Linked DNA regions of Mus musculus: region 2 is linked to region 1. Evidence: chromatin contacts called from public Hi-C data. All regions are on one chromosome and are shown on one strand. Each heading gives the region's core, a stretch centred on a gene start, on an enhancer-like site or on the middle of the called end of the contact. The rest is flanking DNA. Distances are from core to core; before and after follow the strand shown. Region 1 overlaps Fars2 (phenylalanine-tRNA synthetase 2 (mitochondrial)). Region 2 overlaps Fars2 (phenylalanine-tRNA synthetase 2 (mitochondrial)).

What was found. Hi-C and Micro-C count contacts between places; a contact is called where the count stands out from the background.
Region 2: a Hi-C map of liver shows a contact between it and region 1, with 1.8 times the contacts expected there. The contact joins two enhancer-like sites. A contact is called at or near these places in 4 of 484 Hi-C or Micro-C datasets (bone marrow-derived dendritic cells, liver, macrophages and 1 more), 2 of 115 datasets of contacts at active chromatin or transcription factors (Th17 cells and kidney) and 1 of 9 other capture datasets (pancreatic islet).

What each region holds. Positions count from the first base shown.
Region 1 is chr13:36,461,337-36,468,919 of GRCm38.p6, reverse strand. The region is part of intron 6 of Fars2 (phenylalanine-tRNA synthetase 2 (mitochondrial)); the gene reads right to left. Among named protein-coding and RNA genes, the nearest start is that of Gm46409, 150 kb to the left of the region's middle. Within about 2 kb of position 3,334, at least 11 of the 459 cell types and tissues checked have an H3K27ac peak or open chromatin away from gene starts, as enhancers often do. A contact at or near this core is called in Th17 cells and liver, where this site is marked.
Region 2 is chr13:36,531,199-36,538,781 of GRCm38.p6, reverse strand. Fars2 (phenylalanine-tRNA synthetase 2 (mitochondrial)) reads right to left here. Exons shown (of 7, transcript NM_024274.3): 7 at 1,187-1,481. The coding sequence ends at 1,343. Among named protein-coding and RNA genes, the nearest start is that of Gm46409, 78 kb to the left of the region's middle. Within about 2 kb of position 4,566, at least 56 of the 459 cell types and tissues checked have an H3K27ac peak or open chromatin away from gene starts, as enhancers often do. A contact at or near this core is called in Th17 cells and liver, where this site is marked.

The sequences.
Region 1 (7,583 bases), core at 2,085-4,584:
GCTAAGATTCAAATACTGTCAGATGGTAGTTTTGATTAAAAAAGCAAGTGCTTTTAAGTTGAAAATATAGCTTGATACTTTCTTCAGACCTTTTACTTCACACCAAACCACAGACAGGTCAGAGGGCTCTAATATCACTCAGCTCAACTACACCCTAAAATGAGATATTTGAAGTTTGCAAATGAGTGCAAAACAGGTTCTCTTTAAGCCAAGTACTAAAATAATCAACTAAAGCCATTTCAAAGGTGAATCTTCAGTTCTGGTCTTATTTCAGGGCTTATCTCTGTTGAAGGCAGACCCGTGCCTCCAGTGGGCAATGAACAATGCTCTGGGAAAACAGAGTTGTATCATACAGTGTCCGGAAGTGGGAAGGAGACTGCAGGGAACACTTGCTGTTCTTAAGTGGAGTTCATAAACTGGATCCAAATTTCTCTTTGATAAAACAAAGGAGCCAGAGGTCTTTTTGTTTCCAGATTCCTATGCAATGCTGAGTTAGGAATCCTTCTCAAAGAAATGTGAAAGAATGACTTTACTTCTTCCACACTCATAACAAATTCTTAAATCATATTTATTTATTCATCGTGCCTGTGCTCACGTGGAAGTCAGAGGACAATGTGAAGTCAGTTCTCCCTTTCCACCATGTGGGTCTCAGAGCTTGAACTTGGATCACTGATCAGCCTCAGCAACAAACACCCTTAGCCATGGCACCATCTCTCACGCCATCCCCATGTCCTCTACTTCCTTCTATTCCCATCCTTTTTATGTCTCCTATAACTCAGGTTAAAAAAAAAAATCAAAACTCCCTCTAATCCATTATCAACTCAGCCATCATGTCTCTTTACTTTGGCTAGGCACTCTTGTTATCTGTGTTTAAATCTGCAGTGGTTAGAAAGCCTGTAAGAACGTAGTAGAGTGATTTTCCAACTTCACTTAGGTAAGTAGGAAAACCAAGAGCTCACAAAACATCCTGCCAAAATGCTTATGTTTTTCTAATATCTTCTAGGCTGAAAAAGTAATCAAAGCCAGTTGGCTTTGCTATATTTTTTTTCTCTTCTGTATTAAGTCACTACTGTCTGTTTTCCATGGTCAGTGGATTCTGTCTGTTGGCATGCAGTGATCCATTTATACAGGCTGCTTCCTGCACCCAGGGTCCTCATAAATGATGTCTTCCATCCTTTGAAAATGAGTGCTTTTTATACATTGTAATGTAAACACATAATAGTAAAATATTTAAATTGTAAACAGTTCTCATTTTTAGGGATAATTATTAAACGTATCCTTTGTGTATTTTGTTTATGTTCTGACAAGCACAAAATTTGATAACAGTCTATAGACCACTGTGTCTGTTTCAATGTATTTGTCTTTCCCATTTGTTGGTATAGAGAAAGCATCTTACTGACTGCTAGGATCCCACACTATAAACACCCTATGATTTATTCAGTCTCCCATTGTCAAGCCATTCTGGTATTGTATATATCACTGTAATCAATGTTTGCAAGCACACCTTTGAAGGTCTGTGTTAAGATTAGTGGGAAGCAGGCGTGGTGACACATGCCTGTAATGTCAATACTCTAGAAGCCGGCACAGGAGGATGTTGACTTCAAGGCTAATCTGGGTGACATGAGAAAACCCTGTTTCAAAAGAAATCAAAGTAAATTAACTCTAGTCAAAGAGTAGGTGTATTTTCAATTTTGATATACATTATCATGAAACTGCTTTTCAGAAGGTTGCTATAGATCCTGACTTCTATAAATAAACAGGTAAGTAGCCTCCATTATTCCACACTGATCTCACTGAGGTACAGTCCCTTGGTGTCGATGGAGAGCTTCTGTGACTCTGCCCCTAGATACCCAAACACACAAATAGCTATGTCTCCTATATAGAATGGTATGGTATTTGCATAGAACCTATGCATAGCTTCTCACATACTTCAAGTCTGGATGGCTTATATTACCTACCAACCACTGCAAGTGCTATGTAGGTAGCAGGGGAACTGTACTGTTTACAGAGAACAACAGGGAAACTCTGCGCATGCTTGGTGCAATTTCTCTTCAGATATTTTTGATCTTCAGCTGTTTTGATGTTGGCTCAGTCCAGCCAAGGGTAAGGAGTGCCAAGTGCATTATCAACCCTTTAAGCCCTTGCCAACAGCTGAAAGGGTGGCCTTCTGTATAGCCTTTAACCACAGAAACATACTTATTCAGATAAAAAGACATCTCACTTCTCAGGTGACTGACCCAAAGTGGCAGCTACTTTGTAGGTTAAATTTCAATTTAGGTAACGCTGGCACTGGAAACTAGCATGCAGGTCTACTGTTCCGTCTCCACTGACCTTTACCCCTCGAACACAGCTACAGGCTTAGCTACTGAACCGTGGCCATATTTGGATGCAACTGAGCTTGGGCATCCACCCTGTTTATCTCCTACAGAAAACTAGAATATGGTGACCACAATATCTTCCAGGTTACCTCACTTTCTTCTTATACATCTTACTCAACAACCCTGAGGAGAACAATGGCTTTCCTTTGGTTCTGGCCTGAAAGGGTCAGAGCAGTTAACTGGGGGAAAGTTTTCAGGGGCCATCCCTCCTGAAAGGGAGGGATGTCCTAACATGACTTTCTGTGGGCCAGAGTTTTTCCTTGTTCCTAGTCAAGAGTTAATATTTACCCGGAGAGGAGGATGTCCTTGGGTCTGCTGATATACAGTTTCTTCTTCTGAAGTTCGCTCTCGTTATGAGAAAATGACTCCAAAAATGATAATATTGTGTGCCAGGTGCAACTAAGTAAAAATGTTATTTTTTGAGCAAAAATTGCAAAGCCATACCCCATGTTTATAAGCTAAAGAATTCAGTAAAGCTTTGCTACTTGCTACCAGAGTGGTAGTCCGTCTGTCTCTTTAAGGCTTTCGCGAAGCTGGTCTTTGTCACCACTCCTTTGAGAGGTCCAGGCTGCTGTCCTGCCTTCTGGAAAATGGTGGTCACAAGGACTGTTCTCACTAATACAGTGGGCAGAAAGCTGCAGTGAGACCACCCAAGCTGGATCACAAGCACTGTGCCCTTTCCTCTCTTGAAACCACTGACCAGCAAATGAAGGTTCTACCAACTCAGAGCACTCTGGGGTGAGACACACTGGGCTCATTGAGGAGAGGTTATGTGTTTTCCTGTCCAATTCCCATGTGTCCTAGGTGTTCACCGGTGGCACGTAATTGATTGTAGCCCGGCCATCAACACTCCTGGACTCTACATCTCTTCAGAGAAGTCTTCACACTACACAACTGAGAAAAGGATCTTGAGCACAGTGAAGTCAGCACTGGGGATCTCCAATGTGGGGGTGATTTACCTCATAGCAACAGACAAGGACTTTCATACTAGGCTGACTCGAGAATGACTACCTTGCAACATGTGAGGATAAATCATCTTCTTAGGTGCTCCAAAACTTCCATGGGGACAGTGTAAACACATTAGCTATCCTGCCCATTAATACCGAGTTCAGGCTCACTTTGTGGGAAGCAGGCTTCCATCTCTCCCATGCTCTGTCTGAGTTAAGTGGTGGATACCCCACAAGTCATCAAGCAGCCTAGAATCAGCACTGAGGGTGAAGGGCACAGAATCCTTCCTATAAAGGAAAGAAAATAAGCCGGGCGGTGGTGGCGCACGCCTTTAATCCCAGCACTTGGGAGGCAGAGACAGGAGGATTTCTGAGTTCAAGGCAGGCCTGGTCTACAAAGTGAGTTCCAGGACAGCCAGGACTATACAGAGAAACTCTGTCTCGAAAACAAACAAACAAACAAAAACAAACAAAAAAAAAGACAAAAAACAAAAAAGGAAAGAAAATACCTTTCCAGAGACTGTGCAAGGTAACTGTCAGGCATGGTTTTCTATGGGTAAGAGTAAAGTAATGAGATGTTACTATGTCAAAACAGCACAACTATAACTCTGTGTTAATATTTATTTTGCAAAGCAGATGAAATATAAGTTCTCTAGCATAAGTCCTAACAGAAAACAGCAGATAGGGACAAACTAGAATGCTGATTAACCTGCATTTGTGAGGATATTCATTTTTGATGGCAGAAACACACACACACACACACACACACACACACACACACACACGTACACACACACACGTACACATGCATGCATGACAGAAAGGGGAATATAGAAATAGGAGACTAACTTCTAGATTTGAGAAGATGGGTGGCAATCTGGTGGTCTGGTGACAATGCCAGTGATGTGGCCAATTATGACAGTTTGTACATCAGTACCAACATATAAGGATATGAACGCACACATGTATCATACCCCACTTAATCATAGTTGGCAAATTCAATATATTAGTATAGTATGAGAATAATGTAGCTCCTGCCATAACCTACTATAGAGTAAAATATTTTATTACTCCCCTACTAATGTTTAGGAATAAACTACTGCGATTCCCCAAATTAAATGGGACACTAAGTCCATTAGCTTCTACATAAGTTTGTACTTCCAAGTTTTCAAAAATCCCATTATGAAAGTCAACTTAGACTTTCCTGTACCCAGCCCATGTGTGGTACTGGCTGAGTACTTTGGTAGAATTTCTGATGGCCAGGAAGGGTACTTAGAAGCCAAGAGAGTGTGTGTGGTGTGACAGAGGACAGACCCAAGGCCAAGGCTGTGGCAAGTTTAAACAACTAGAGAAGGTGAACAGCAACCTCGGTGTGCAGCAGTCTCCTAGGGTGGTTTCTGTTCAGTCCAGGTATCACTCTCACTGCGCTACAAAGCATCCTAATATTTAGCCCTAATTCTTGTCCTTAACGTGGTCAGCTTCACCGTCATGAGGAACAGAAAACAGAGCACAGGCCTTGATCATGAACATGAGCTGCTTACAGAGACCAACACATTTGTCAAAATTGAGACACCCAAGTCTGATGCTCTGGATTCTTGGGGACTTTACCACACCACTGGTGGCTTCACTCTTGGAGGAGTCTTCCCCTGCTGCTGGTTTCAGCAGTGCTGGGGAGATAGCTGAGCCAGTGAGGGCTGGAGTGAGTCAGGGGATTTACTCAGATCAGAGTCAGCTCACCATATATGGTGCTTTCTAAAACACAGTGACCACTGCTGGGGCTGCAGTAACAGTGACCCCATCATGGATCTGGCAAACTTGCACTGAAACTGCACTGGGGAGGCTTGAGTGGGTGTTTTGGTCACACTGCTGTGATTAGTAGAGATAGGCCAGACCTGAGGGACAGATCTTAAGCTGCTGTCTTTCTGCTTTCTGGGGACTCTCTTCCCTACCCTGAATATACAGTCACTTAGATCAGGGAACTAGCAACTAATTCCAGGTGGAGCCAGAGATAAGAAAAACTGCCCCTCTGTCTCAGAAGGACTTTACCATTGCCCTGGTCACCTACTCCAAGTGGGCATCTACCTTGTCCCCTGATTCCTTGGTCCCTCCTTAGCATACTCTTTCTCCTCAGCCTTCAGCATGGCACCAACTCCCACCCCTGTCACTCCTGCCAGGCCAGGCCCTGCAGTGACCTCCACAGCTAACAGGCTCTAGCTGACCCTCCCTCCCTGAGTCTAACCCAGTGCACAGTAAGGATACATTTCAGGTCCTCCTCGGTTAGAGTCATAGCTGCCCTCGGGAACATCTTTGGGCAGGAATTCTACCACCACACCTTGCCTTGCTTTACGTTCAGTACATTAAGAATGGAAAACACACTGTCTATGAAAGTTTAAGATACGGAGAGTATTCAGTGCTTACTATTATATTGCTAGTATTTTCCTCTTCCATTAAATTATTTTCATTTCTCAGGCTTCCTCTATAACCTTTCAATACAAATGGACATTTTACATTGTTGCAACCACAGCCAGACACAGTGCTTTTCATTTTTCATTTATAACACTTTGACACTGTAAACCACTTCTTCCAATCCTTAATGGCCACATGGCATTCCATCAAGGTGATGCACTGTAAGTTACTCAAGTACTCTTCTCTTTGGGGCATTTCACTAACTTAGCTACTGAAGGTTCACGGAGAATAAAAGTGCTGCATAAGTCCAGGCAGTATGGGAATTGCCCTTTTAATAGACCTCACACCATATTTGACCAGGGACAGAGCAAATGCACACAGTCTGTCACTGGCAGCCTTAACTCCTACTCTTCTTCTTGCTGGTTTATGAGAACAAATGGTAGACTGTTGTCAGGAAGCTCTAAATCACTTCACAAATTATTAATGAAAGAATGACTTCAATTGCTGACTGAACGGAGTCACAGACTTAGGAAAAGGCACCAATGGAAGAGGGAAGAGCAGAAGGCAGCTACAGGGAGTCGGGGGAAGCTGAGGCAACTTTTCTAAGACCCAGGTCAGAGCCTGTTTTCCTTTCTGGATATCTTGAGAACACAGTCACAGTTTGGCAGCAGATGGGCTAAGCAAAGTCAGAGAGGAGGCGGGGACTGGGGGTGCTGGGGTTTCCATCTTACCCCGTGGAGATGCTTCCTAAGTGGCTGCAGGTCCTTGTTCATTTCTCAGGAGAGGATTTCATGTAGCTCAGGATGGCCTCAGTCCCCATGCACTCAGGGAGGCTGCTCTCCAACTCCTGGTCCTCCCTGCCTCCTCCTCCCAAGTGTGGGGGTGTAGGTGTGTGCCACCGCCCAAGTCTTCTTTGCCCTTTCATAGTTTATTTATGGATTGAAAATGAAATCACTACTATTTTAAACTGCATTTTTATGATCACTAGGCAGGTTGAACTTTTCAAAAAACTTTTCATTGATTCTTTGTGAGTGTTATATCATGTATTCCAGTACCACTCATTTCCCCGACTCTTTGTATCTACTCTCCACTCTTGCAGCCTTCCCCACAAAGAAAATTAAAAAACAAAAATAAAAACAAGAAAGAGACCAATCAAACAACAACAACAACAAAACCCATCTTGTCAGGGAAGCTGTATTGTGTCACAGTGTGCCCCACAGTATAAATTCTTTTGTTCACAGATCTTTACATGCAAATGTTCATTGCAATGAGTCTCTGGTCTGGTTCAAGGCTTCTGCTATACTATCAATACTGGAGTCTCATCAGGACTCCTCTTGGTTATCCTGCTGTTGCCCTGTTATGGAGTTCTTTTGGCTTTGGATCTGTAGGACTGGCCCTTTTACTCACTCCAGCAGTACATAGATGGGGTAGATGTTTATTTAGGTGGGCCACCTCAAAACCTTGGATCTGCGCCTGGGTGGTAGCTGAGCTGGTCAGCCCGCCAGCTCTCCCACATCATCAGAGAGAGCTCTCCAGCACTGCCCCAGGTTAGCTCACCCAATGCTGCAGGGGTAAGGGGAGGGGCCAGCTCTCAAGGCCTGCTCACCTACACCTTTGCCTTTAGGGGTAAGGTTGAACTTTTAGGTTTTGTTTTACATTTAGATAAACAGTTTGGTGAAGTATTTTTAGTCTATCGTCCATTTTCTTATTAGAATGAAGTATGCTTTCATTGGCTATTTGAGCTACTGTAAGAAGAAGAGCTATGGTACTTTGAAGAAGCAAACCAGCACACATTCAGGTATAAACAAGGAAATGGAAACAAGGTCAGAGGAACCGCTCTCAAGTGTTCATT
Region 2 (7,583 bases), core at 3,317-5,816, 69 kb before region 1:
CGTCCTCTTAGCTAATTATGTCTGGAATGAGCCTATTTCCAAACACAGCCACACTCTGGGCAGCTGCCTACCCCCTACATGCTTGCTGATAATGGCTACCTCTCATCAAATATTTATCCCAGCACTCCCAGTCTTCCATCAGCCTCCAGCATCTTGTCAGGCCTGGAATCTGATTATTAAGGCTGGTCATGAGTGAAGCAGGCTGACTACAAAGTGCCCAGGATGGAAAGGGGGGAGACATCAAAGCCCTGTGCTCTCCCTTAAAGGTCGCCTTCATTCTGGAAGTGGAGGCCTCCTGCAGGGGACAACCTGGGGAGTTGGCAGGCCTAGCCCTCAGTGTGCCTCTTGCACTCAGGGCAGCTCTTGCTCCTTTTCCTTCCTCTCCTAGGGCAGTGGGCAGGAAGGTCCAAGCCTAGGGCCAAGGGGCTGGCCCCTGGCCTTGGGTTTATGAAAGCAAATATCTACCTTGCCTGGCTTAGAGCTGTGACTTCCACTTTCAAGGGAAGCCCTGGCATTTCATCAGCAGCCTCTTTGAAGCCTGCCCTTTGCAAAACAAAGAAGAGAAGGGAGAAAGGATGGCAGAGACTCAAAGGCTTCCCGGACAGGCTCGGGCTGGGGATGATGATGGGGTTCCAGAGCACTGTGATAAAGTGAATTCATCATGAAGGAAGTTATAGGCAGCTTTTGGTTTCCCAGTGCACATGGAAGTTAGGCTCATAGGCTACTGCCCTCTGCGAGGTATCCAACAGCTTTATGGTATTAAAAAAAAAAAAAAAAAGAAAAGAAAGAAAACCATAGATTTACCCTAATTGAAAAGCATTGCTAAGAAATACTAATGATCATTCAAGCCGAAAGAAAGTGGGGACAACAGGCTTGCTCAACACAGGTTGCCACGAACCTCCAATTTGTCAAAATGCAGGATCTGTGACCTATAGCCAAGCAAAATACACACACACTAGGCATGCCTGCACTATATCCAGTTTCTGAGACCCTTCTCTGTGGCTTCACTCATTACATGGGTGGAAGAGCCTGTCAGGCAAGAATCATGCCTGGTGCTTAATGGAACCCAGGGACCAATTAACCACAAGGAGAGCCAATGGGCCAAGCCTTTCTAAACGAATAGCAGGGAACTCTTATATCAGTGTCTGCTTTCTCCTTCCCCCAAATAAAAGACAAATGCTATGTCAATGCTTCTGAAAAGTGATCCTTTATTTCGTGACGTCCTAAAGTAGACCCATCTGTCAAGTGAGGGCAGACACTCCAGTTCACAAACAATGTGTTTCCCCCTTCCTGGTGCTCCCTGGAGCTCTATGAGGGCTGTGGCCTGTGGACTGCCACTGCATCAGAAACGGCCCTCCACACCCAGCAGCTGCACGGCGGCCTCCTGCACAGCCTGGTGGACATTGCCGACTTCTCTCTGGGACAGTGTCCGTTCCATGTGGCGGTAGGTAATGCGGTAGCAGTGGCTGGTCCTGTGTGTCCTGTTGAGGAAGGAGGAAATGCAAGTAGGTGAGTGGAAACCATGTCTGCACATTGGCTGACAGCAGTAGGGATTACTCTTAAACAGCGGTTGCTACGTCATAATGGTATGGTAGCAGCTGCTAAGAGCAGACCCGCTAAGAGTGGGACAGGATCCAAGCATCAGTCATGTATGGCCACAGAAATATCACTGGCCACTAAGGACCACCTTTTTCCAGTGTGTGAGAAGGTGAAGGTTAAAGACATAGTAGCTTGAATACTGGAGAAGCTGGTCCCATCATGCTGTGAGGTGGTCTGACAGAAAATGGCCCCCACAGGCTCATAGGGAGTGGCACTATTAGAGGTGTGCCCTTGTTGGAGGAAGTGCGCCACTGGGGATGGGCTTTGAGGTTTCAGATGCTCAAGTCAGACCCAGTGTCACTCCCTCTTCCTGCTACCTGTCAATCCTGACTAGGAGAGGCCACAACATCTCCAATTAGGCAAGGAAGGGCTAGGCCTTCTGCCATGCCAGAACCTTGGGCAAGTGGGTTTCAGATGGGCTAGGCCTCTGGGAACCCCCTCACAAGAAGAGTTTATAGTCCCCCATGTGTTCACCAGAGTCCAGAGCCTCTGCTTTCTGGGTCTTCTTGATGTTTTTGGTTTGTTCTCACAGGGGTGCTCTCTCCTTGCCTCCCACCTTCTGATTTTAAGTCAGACTTGGATGGAGGCAGAAAAAGACAAGTGTCTGTCTTGGCTCTAGGCCCCTTATTTATTCACTATTTCTCCCCCCTCAATTTAATTTATTCAGTTTACATCCCGATTGCTGTCCCTTCATCCTGAGTGTCTCTTCTCCTCTGACACCCACTGAGCCTCTGACTGAGTGGAAGTCCCCCTGGGCATCCCCCCTGCCTCGACCCTGCCATATCAAGTCTCTGCAGGGTTAGGTGCCACTTCTTCCCCCGAGGCCAGACAAGACAGCTGAGTTAGAGGAACATATTCCACAGACAGGCAACAGCTTTAGGGACAGCCTCTGCTCCAGTTGTTTGGGACCCATATAATAACGGAGCTGCTCATCTGCTACATAAGTGAGCAAGGGGAGTGGAGCCTGGGTCTCCTTATTCTCTTTTCCCAGGTATTTTCCCATTTCTTCCCTACTCTGGCTTATCCATTTTACTTTTCTGTCTTTGCCCCTCCCACCTTGAGCTCATATTTGGGAAGTGGGAGTTTCTAGGGCCCTCTGCTATTCCTTGCAGGGCCTGTATTTAGCCAGGCACAGAGCCCCCATCTGCAAGGGATGCAGGAAGGAGTCACCTCCAAGGTGCTCATATTCAAGCAAGGCTAGCATGTCCCTTCCTCTTTAGCATCAGCAGTCCATTTTAGATGAAAGAAAAATGCTTTCCTTCTATCCTTTCTTACTTCCCCACCCTAGCCCAAGTCATGAATTGACTTCAGTAATAAGAAGAACTAGGTCTGTTTAGCCCCAGAGATTGGTTTGCCTTGCAAACCATGGGCTGATGGAGCTGTGGCAAATTGCCAAACATGTAAGGACTAGGACTCCCTGAAGGGAGGGTACTTTTGGATTTGGACCAGAGCTCTTTACTGCATCACACCCTTCACGGCAGCCTTTTAGCCCTAGTGCTCCCCAGTCTTTCACTGGACACATAAGTTCACTCTGACTGACATCTTCACTAGGCAGACTGTCCCCAAGATACAGCTGTGAGCTCAGAAGGCAGAAGGGACTTGTCCAAGTTCGAACAGCAGGACAGTGTTATAGGAGTGGAGTTAGGGCCAGGCAACACGGCAGGGATATGAAATAGTGTGTGTTGCTATGAAAAGGTGCAGTGGGTTTCCAAACCACTAAATGTAGAGTTGCTACATAATCCAATGATTTCTAGGTTTATGTCCCAGAGAATGGAAAGCGGCGGCTGCTCAAACTAAAAGTCAGACAAAAGTTTGCTGCTGAGCCTTGTGATCATGTCTGTACCCTCAGGTAGCTGGCGAGGCTAAGGCAAAAGGTTCACAAGGTCAATGAGCGACTGAACTACAGAGCAAGTTCAAGGCCAGCCCTGGCAACTGCATGAGCCCCTGTGTCAGAACGAAAAGGAAAAAGAGGGCAGGGCCTATAGTTCAGTGGTAGAGTTTACCAATGATGTATGAGGCCACAGGTTCAATTCCTGCCCCACCCCCATAAAGAGGGGCAGTAGGGGACAGAGAGGGAGAGAGAGAGAGAGAGAGAGAGAGAGAGAGAGAGAGAGAGAGAGAGAGAGAGAGATTGATTTTCCTAAAAGCTGTATGTTCAGTCATTACCAACAAATGGATGGATATTAACAGATTTAGTATAGGCAGAGAATGTAATTCCAATGAGTGGAAACTAGGTGAACTTCAAAACCAAAGTAGTAGAAGCTGCATACCACACACTGCATGGTCCCACTGTCTGAAACATCCAGACATCCAGACTAGAGAACTGCCCTATGGCACTGAACTGTATACTTTCAAAATGACTAATTTCATGTTATGTGAATTTCATTTCAATAGGATAGAAATGAAGCATAGAGAGTGTGGTTTCAGAACAGTCTTTCCCACCACACTCAAGAGCTCTGTCAAGCATCCTCCTCCCCTTCACCTCTGAGCTCTTCCTATGACTCGGATCCTGAATCTCACCAAAGGCCCTGGTTACTGGGAGGTAGTGGGGCCTTTAAGATGTAAGCTGTAGCAGGGTGCTTAAGTTTACTGGGGACAGGTTCCTAGAGGGCAGATAAGGGGCACGCAGCTCCTTCTTTCTCTTTTCAAACCCAGCATAGGGTAAATAAGTCTCTCTGATCATATGCTCCCACTCTAACATGCTTCCACAGGCTCAAAACTAACGAGTCAATTGCTCATGGACTGAAGGCTCTAGACTACAGGCCCAAATAAACACTTCCTCATTTCTCAGGCATTTCTCATAGTGACAGAAAGCGAACACATCTAACTTCCTCTAAGCAGCAATATAGTTTTAAAATGACTAAGCAAGACACAGAATAAGCTTGTCTGACTTAGAGAGGACACAGGGATGACCCGGATGACCAGGACACATAGACAAGGAATGCACTGACAGAGGTCTTCCCTACTGGTGCAGTACTGGGTCTGGGCGGCAGGCGGTTGCCATGGCTTTCTGTCCAACCCATAGGGCCCAGCGTTTGGGATGAGTCGAGTCGGCTGTATAATCTGGAGCTTCATAGGCAAATCAAAGTTCACTTTCATGTACTCCACAGTTTCTACTTGTGAGAAAAATAAACAAGATTATCTATTGTTCAGTTAAGGAGGTCAAATCCCTTTGCTGACAAGGTGGAAAAGAATGAAAAAAAAAAAAAAACCAATTTCCATTGCCTTGTAATACTGGCTGATTGTACAATGTGTGGTTGCTGGCTAGAACTTGGCATTTTGCCTTTTTTTTTTTTAAAAAAAACAGAGATTTTAATAAGTACCTTACAGTGTTTTCAACCGGGACTATTCGTTTATAGACTTCGTTAGTCAGTCATTCAACAAAAAGCATCTTGCAGGCACTGAGCTTGACAGAAAGGAGCACAGAGAATCTGTCATCCAGCAGTGGGCCAGTTGGCAGTAAGAGGGCTGGCAGCCACTTGGCGGTAAAGCCAGCTGTGCCACTCTGCAGGCGACAGGGATATCTAAGGGTCTCCTCGTCAGCACATGGGAGATACCATGTGCACTGGCATGGTGCTATTCGTCTAGTTACAGAGTTGGACACTGAAGAAACCAAAAAAGAAATCTGGGTCATTCTGCCTGTAGACACTGGACACAGGCAGCCATACGTGACCATCCTTGTCTGCTCCTGAGTGATTCAGGATGGTCTGCTGTGCCAATACCACAACATCTTGTGCTTCTCCCAACCAGCCTGACATCACCCCCACCCCCTTTCAGGGTCCAACTAGGGGAAACAAAACACATGACTTGCTTTCACCTTGGTCCTGTTCCCTGCTCCACTCTGAACGTCAAGGCTTACCCAATTCCACCTCCCACCCAAGTCCGGATGCTCAGGCAGAAACTGAGAACCAGGATGGGCAATCCCATGTGAACTATGGGGAGAGGAGGCAGGCCAGCGGGACAAGCCAGCAGAGGGGGATTCTGTTTTAGTGCCTCCTCCTCCGAGACTCCTAACTTTAGACCAAAGAGAAAGCTGCGTGGGATTGAGAACAGTCAAGTCTGGATCAGTGAAAGGACTGTCAAGCTTATGCCTAAAAGGGTTTAGCAATCCCCTTCAGGGTATGCATCCAAAGGAGGTTTTAACAGGTGTTGAGAGGACCTGGACCCCATGCTTATTGGCACAGTATTCATAAAGCCAAGATATGAGATTACCACAAGCATCCGGCAGGGGGTGAATGGAAGAAGAAATCAAGAACACTTACTCAATGGAATACTACTCAGTCTTTAAAAAGGTGCGATGGTGTCATCGCAGCAGCATGGGTGGTCCCGAGGATGCTATGCTCAGTGGAGTAAGACAATTACAGAAGGGACACAGTGTGTGCTCTCTCTTATTTGTGGGGCCTAAAGAAGCTGGTCTCACAAAAAAAATAGGGGCGGGGGCTGCCAGAGGCTGGGGTGGGGATGAAAGATCAACAAAGTTATGGAAGGTGAAAGGAGCAGGCTCTAGTGATCTGTGGCAAAGCAGATGACCCTGGCTAGTGACCCTGTTTTGAATATTTTACATTATCTACAAGAGGACTTTAAATGTTCTCAAAACAAAGAGATGACGAATGTCTGAGGTGACGGATATGCCAAGCACCTTGATTACTGTATCATTACACATAGCTCAAAATATTTTACTGCATCCTGTAAATATTCATATTTGTGTCAGTCTTAATGTGAAAAAGCTGAGCAATAAATATCTTAAAACAAAATAGAAAGAGTAATAAAGTGAACCATCATCAGAACTACTTGAAGATTAACTAGTGCTCCCCCCAGCTCAAAGTATGGGGGGTATTTTCTGAAGGGGTACAGGGCTATGGAGCCGCCTGGAAAGAAGGAACAATGGGTCAGAGTCTTGGTGAGGGAGGGAAGACTTCTATTATACAACCACTGGGTTCACCGTGGCAACCAAACTAGCTCTGAACTTGAAATAAAACCCTTCCTCACATGCAGCCCAAACCTATCTCCTACAGCATCCACAATAGTCTGCTTTTCCATCTGTGACAGAGCAGCTACTCTGTGTTCTTGGATGGTATGCCTGACACCTCCCAGAATAGACGAGGCATGACCAGTGGGCACTGCAGACACTGCCTATCCATCCACACAGAGATTACTCAGTGCAGAAAGATGCTGTCCAGAAGAGTTCCACTGACAGAGTGAGAAAGCTGGATCCTTGGCTTTGTAGTCAACTAGTTCCTGCTTGTCAGAGACAAAGGTTCAGCCCGATGCCCCATGTTATCACTCTTCTGCTCAGTGGAGAAAGCAAGTTCATTCAATGTATCCAGAAGCTCGTGGAAGCCAGACAAGAAGCACGGGCGGCAAGACGAGGGAGGGAGGGAGACAGCTCGATGTTACTTCCAAGGACAGGACCGAGAGCTGCCAGGCTGTGGGAGAATGGAGAAGCACCTGACTTTGTAGTTGAGAGAAAGCTGGTTCCAATTCCCGTTCTCTTTGCTGTGAGATCTAGGGCCCCTGCATGACCTCTTGTGCCTTGGAGTTCTTGCCTATGAAGCAAGACCTCCATTTCCTTCTTCTATCTCTGAGGACTAGATGGACACACTATACAGCAATTATTTCAGAGCCTGCCCATCAAGAGTGGATTATCTACTCAGTGGTGGGGACACATTCCAAGACCACAGTGACTGCCCAGTACCAGCAATAGCAACAAACACTATAGATACATTTTTCTAAAGTATGACTGGGGTACCTGTGATGAAATTTGATTTAAATTTAAAGTTTAAGTACATGAGAGGCGAACCCCCCCCCAACCCTCACCCCTCACCATCTGAGGCAGATGGAAGAGCTTGTCCCAGTGAGCTGTCCCGGATGGGGTGTGGGTTAATTGCTGGAGGGTATCAGTGAGGGAGAGCTGACCCTATCACTTCTCTGCTATGAAGTGGTCTTGGATGGGGGAAGATGCCTTCCACCCCCTCACTACTGAA